Regions from separate parts of the Mus musculus genome. Here region 2 is linked to region 1. Evidence: chromatin contacts called from public promoter capture Hi-C data. All regions are on one chromosome and are shown on one strand. Each heading gives the region's core, a stretch centred on a gene start, on an enhancer-like site or on the middle of the called end of the contact. The rest is flanking DNA. Distances are from core to core; before and after follow the strand shown. Region 1 holds the start of Cyp17a1 (cytochrome P450, family 17, subfamily a, polypeptide 1). Region 2 has its middle 5.9 kb from the start of Calhm1.

Evidence for each region. Promoter capture Hi-C pulls out the DNA fragments that hold promoters and counts their contacts.
Region 2: a contact with region 1 is called in a promoter capture Hi-C map of embryonic stem cells, with 2.5 times the contacts expected there. The contact joins the enhancer-like site here to the promoter of Cyp17a1 in region 1. A contact is called at or near these places in 7 of 39 promoter capture datasets (the 3T3-L1 cell line, the HPC-7 cell line, cranial neural crest and 4 more), 2 of 15 datasets of contacts at CTCF or cohesin (embryonic stem cells and stem cell-derived epiblast-like cells), 13 of 484 Hi-C or Micro-C datasets (B cells, the G1E-ER4 cell line, brain and 5 more) and 2 of 9 other capture datasets (adipose tissue and liver).

Annotation. Positions count from the first base shown.
Region 1 is chr19:46,671,579-46,674,278 of GRCm38.p6, reverse strand. Cyp17a1 (cytochrome P450, family 17, subfamily a, polypeptide 1) reads left to right here and starts at 1,279. Exons shown (of 8, transcript NM_007809.3): 1 at 1,279-1,732. The coding sequence starts at 1,436. The region is part of intron 1 of Gm41857 (predicted gene, 41857); the gene reads right to left. It also overlaps the pseudogene Gm6967. RefSeq lists a cis regulatory region at 1,039-1,138 and a promoter at 362-1,411.
Region 2 is chr19:47,148,733-47,151,432 of GRCm38.p6, reverse strand. No RefSeq gene overlaps it. Among named protein-coding and RNA genes, the nearest start is that of Calhm1, 5.9 kb to the right of the region's middle. Within about 2 kb of position 1,367, at least 33 of the 459 cell types and tissues checked have an H3K27ac peak or open chromatin away from gene starts, as enhancers often do. A contact at or near this core is called in brain, cerebral cortex and embryonic stem cells, where this site is marked.

The DNA.
Region 1 (2,700 bases), core at 30-2,529:
GAGTAAGAAACCCTGGACCACCCACCCCAGCAAGGACACTGAGAGCAAGAGAGAGGCCCTCGGTTGCTGAGGAGTCCCTAGCCCAACTCTGAGCATCTCCCTCACAATTTCCATCCCAGACCCCCATAATAACAGGAGGGGCCTAGGGAGCCCTCCCTACCCTCTTGAATACCATCAATAAAATTCGCTGCACAATACATATATATATATATATATATATATATATATATATATATATACGCCTAAAATGTAAACTTTTGCTGTTGATCTTGAGTGGGCCATAGTGTTTTATAGCCCAGGGTGACTTCAGACTTCCTATGAAACTGAGGCTGGCCCAACCCTCCTGTGTCTGCTGGGATTACAGCTGAGTATTGGCATTGCCGTCCCTAAAATGTACCTTTAAAAATGATTAAAGAGGCAGAGAGATGGCTCAAATGTAATAAATTTTTAAAATGACAATTAAAATGTTACTCTGTAATTTTTGTGTTTAAGATACTAGTTAGATATTTTATATGATTTTTAACTAGTGTTTTATTATTTTATAGGCATGAGTGTTTTACCTGCATGTATGTATGCAGACCGTGTGTGTTGGGGGTGCTTTCAGGGGCCAGAAGGTGCTTTCCTGGAACCAGAGGTACAGAAAGTTGTGAGCTACCATGTCAGTGCTGGGAATCTAACCTGGGTCTTCTGGAAGAGCAACGAGGCATCTTGACTGCTGAGCCATCTCTCCAGCTCTTAGTTAAAGTATTTTAAATGATGCATTTTACGTTTTATACATAGTAACATGACAAAATCATTTATTTCCAGAAAATATTAAATAGCCCATTCAAGAGAATGTACCTAGAAAGTAACCAAGCTATTTGAACAGAGACCTGCAATGGCCCTTGAGCTGATGTTCTGTGTACCTGAAAGCCTATGACTTCTGGATTCTTATCATCACTGCCTTGTGTGACCTTATGCAAACTAACCCTAAAAGACCTCTCTCTCCTCAACTATCAGATAATAAGACTGAAGTCTCTTTGACAGCTTTGGCTAGCTGCAACCTGATGACATTAATTATTAACTGTGCAGCACTTTTGACATTACAGCACGCACTCTGAAACCTTGATCTTAATCTGATAGCATTTGCCTCTGGGAGGATCCATAGCGCAGAAGCCCCAGGGAGATGACCAACTCTCTGCTCTTTAGCCAGCTCCTCCTCCAGGAGTTCGTCCTTAATCTGAGCCAGCCCTTGTGGAGGCCAAATTCCCTCTCCTCTCCCTTTTCTGGGTGAGGACTCAGGCTTGGAGACACTCCAGGATAAACTTCTGCAGGCCAAGAGATAACACGTCTTCAAGGTGACAATCAGAAACGCCTTTTAAAAGTTCTCCTTCTCTGCTGAAATTGCTGTAGCTTCTCCACTCCACAGCTGGCCATCTGCCTACACCTGGCTGCCATGTGGGAACTTGTGGGTCTCTTGCTGCTCATCCTGGCCTATTTCTTTTGGCCCAAGTCAAAGACACCTAATGCCAAGTTCCCCAGGAGCCTTCCATTCCTGCCCCTGGTGGGTAGTCTACCGTTTCTCCCCAGACGTGGTCATATGCATGCCAACTTCTTCAAGCTGCAGGAAAAGTATGGTCCCATCTATTCTCTTCGCCTGGGTACCACAACTGCAGTGATTGTCGGTCACTATCAGCTGGCCAGAGAAGTGCTCGTGAAGAAGGGGAAAGAATTCTCTGGTCGGCCCCAGATGGTAAGCAGTGCCAACCCTCCTCTTCCTCGGTCCCTGGGGTTGTACAGTTCTTATTTCTTTCAAAATCAGACTTGTGGGACTGCTCCCTCAAGACCCTACCGAACCTCTAAACTGGGAAGGAGGAATTAACGGGAAAACCCTTGAATGGCTTGTCTAGCAAGATGGTGCAGGGACCTGCAGAGCTGAGAAGCCTGTATGCCACTCACCTTCCCCTCTATGATACGATAATCATTCTAGAATATCCAGGCAAAGCCTTTAGCCCAGACCCAGAGCTAAAGTTCTCTATAAGTGTGACATTGTTGGGAAATAGGGCAGTGATTGCATCCTCCACCAGAAGATGCTTGGAGAAGCGGCTGGCATCATGGAGGGCTAGGACTGCAGTTTCTCTTATATGGCTTTGGCTCACAGATAGCTGGGGGAATATTACAGGGGGAGAGGGGACAAGGGACAGGGACATACAGTAGTATCTTGGGGCATCTGTTCTCATTTGTGCTGACTGTTGAGTAGCCATCCTACAAACACCACCTGTGCTCCCATGACCCTGTTGCAAGTGTTCCCCTGGGTACCCCGATAGAGGACGACCAGCCTCAGCTTTTAACAGGCCAAAACAAATTCCTTTTCCATGCGCTGGTCAGCCAGCGTGGCTGCCCAACTGCCAGGCTCTCTCAGGTTTGGGTTCCTCTCAGAAGCAAAGGAATAAACTGGGCCAGGTGACGGCAGCACACGCCTTTAAGGCTAGCACTTGGGAGGCAGAGGCAGAGGCAGGTAAATCTCTGGGTTTGAGGGCAGCCTGGTCTTGCCAATGCTATACGGGGAGAAGGAAGGAAGGAAGGAAGGAAGGAAGGAAGGAAGGAAGGAAGGGAATAAAACCATCACCACCACCCTGTGAATAAGAGACTAGCCTGGTGGGTTTTGGGGAGAGTCGGGGATGGAGAATGAAGACTTAGACCCTTGTGTTTTGTAGATGG
Region 2 (2,700 bases), core at 118-2,617, 480 kb before region 1:
TTCCTATTCAGTGCATTTAGACTGAGTCCCTAAATCTGTCCTTTCCTTCCCTCCCTTTTTCCTCCCTCTCTTCTTTCTCCCTCCTGCCCTTTCTTCCTTCCTCTCTCCTTTCCTCCCTTTCTTCCTTATCTTTTCCTTCTCTCCTCACCCCGCCCCCCATCTCTTTTGAGGAAGAGTCACACTTCAGCCGTCTAGCTGAAGATGACCTTGAACTCCAGGCCTGGGATACATGGCTAGCCTCCTGCCTCAGGCTCCCTTAGTGTTAGGATTAGAGGTATGAGCTGCCACCCCCCCAATTTCCAGAATTTCATCTCTAACAAGCCCCCACACAATACTGGTTCTTCTAGTCATTGGATCAAACTTTGAGTAGCCATAGTCTGAATAGATCTGTTGTGGATCTGGATCATAGACATTGACTCAAAACTTAAAAACAAAAAAATTATCATAATAATGTCACGTGCCAGATATTTATTCAGTCGGTCTTCTTGTAGTCTAGTGAAGTCATGATTATTAGCGTCCTGCTTTAGATTTAAATTACATTATGTATGTATGTATGTATGTATTGTGTGTGTGTATTGTGTGTGTGTGTACTTGCACACACATATGGCTTGGTGCATGTGTAGAGATCAAAGGACAACTTGTAGGAGTCATCTCTCTCATTCTGCCATGTCTGTATCAGAGATCAAACTCCGGCCATCAGGCTTGGCAACAAGTACTGTTACCTGCTGAGCCATCTCGCCGCCCTTTCTCGTTTGTTTAGGATTTATTTTATCCTGTGTGCACGGGGAGGCAGTGGGCATAGGCACATGACTGGCCACAGAGACCAGAGATGGTGGATCTCCTGGAGCTGGAGTTACAGGCAGTTGTGAGCTGCTTGACATGGGAGCTGGGAACCAAGCTTGGGTGCTTTGCAAGAACCGTATGGACTCTCAACCACTGAGCCATCTCTCCAACCCCACTCACCCCATCTGAAAGCCTTACTCTGGAGCCTTAGCTGACCTGGAGCTTGTAGTGATCTTTCTGATTCAGCTTTGTGAGTCCTGGGGTTACAGGTATGCCAGCACACCCTAGACACTCTCTCTGTCTCTGTCTTTCTGTCTCTCTGTCTCTCTGTCTCTGTCTGTCTCTCTGTCTCTGTCTGTCTGTCTGTCTGTCTGTCTCTCTCTCTCTCTCTCTTTCTCTCTCTCGTGTGTGTGTGTGTGTGTGTGTGTGTGTGTGTGTGTGTGTGTGTGTGTGTGTGAAATATGATCCCATGAAACTTAGTTGGCCTCCAACTTTCCGGCTAGCTGAAGGTAACCTTGAGCTTCCGACCTCCCTGCCTGCACTTCCTGAGTTCCGGAATTACAGATGTGCCCCAGCTGTGCCTAGTTTATGCAATGCTGGGGTGGAACAAAGCACACACTAAGCAGGCACTTTGTCACCTAAGCTACATTATTACACAATTGTTTGAGAGGGAAAAAAAAAAAAAGCAAACCAAGAGGGTGACATTGCCCAAGGTCACCTGCATAGGGGCTGGCACTGAGTGCCAGGTTCCCTGGCTCTGGGTTCTGCTCTGAGCTATGACACCAGTTTACTCTCTAGATTGTTTTATTGCCCTTCAGTGCCCTTGTTGGGTTTCTTGCTGCTTCTACCAGGGTCCTCATAATAGGTTCTAGCAAGCTCTGCTTGGTAAATTCCCCATGAAAGCCTCGGGTACTAACTCCTAATGGCCACTCCAGATAGTTTCCACTTTCCAGACTGGAGGTATAGCTCAGCTGGTGGAATGTGTGCCCAGCATGACTGAGGGTCATTGTATAAACTGGACATGGTGTGCACACTTGTTTCCAGCACTCAGGATGTGGAGGCAGGAGCACCAGATGTTTGAGGTTGTCAAAGCCAGCCTGGACTACATAAGACCATATCTTAAAAATAAACAGGGGGCTGGTGAGATGGCTCAGTGGGTAAGAGCACCCGACTGCTCTTCCGAAGGTCTGGAGTTCAAATCCCAGCAACCACATGGTGGCTCACAACCATCTGTAACGAGATCTGATGCCCTCTTCTGGAGTGTCTGAAGACAGCTACAGTGTACTTACATATAATGAATACATAAATCTTTAAAAAAAAAAAGAGAGAGAGAAAGAGATTTCCACTAAATATGAAATCATTTAAATATATTCATGATTTCTTCCTCTCTTTATAAAAAATAAAATAAACAGGTAGGGCCGATGAGATAGCTCTGGGAGTAAAGGCGACAGTTGCCAACCCTGCAGACCCGACTTCAGTCCCCAGAACCCATGTGATAGTGGAGAAGCTACTCTCGCAAGTTGTCCACTGACTTCCACACACATCCCGGGCAGTCACACAACACACAGTAAATAACTGTTTAAAAAGTTCTTAAAAATAAATGAGAAAAGAAAAGTGCTTAAAAACAGCTAACATTTTCCTGTGGTGTACCAGTTTCCAGCAGTTCTGTTTGTAGCTCCCCAAAGCTAAGCCTGGTCTGGGCTCTTTTAAGCCAGCTGTCTGCCCTCAAGCTGACAGGGATGCCTCTCTAGCCTTTCTACCACCATCTTTGCTGCCTGCTGCCCGAATCTCCAGTCAGCAGCATCCCCTTCTTAGGTGGCCTCTTCCAGCGAGAATCCTAGCTGCACCCCCAGCTTGGTAAGGATGTCTCCAGAACCTGGCAGGGTCTAGCCTGGGGACAAAACCTGTGAAACACAG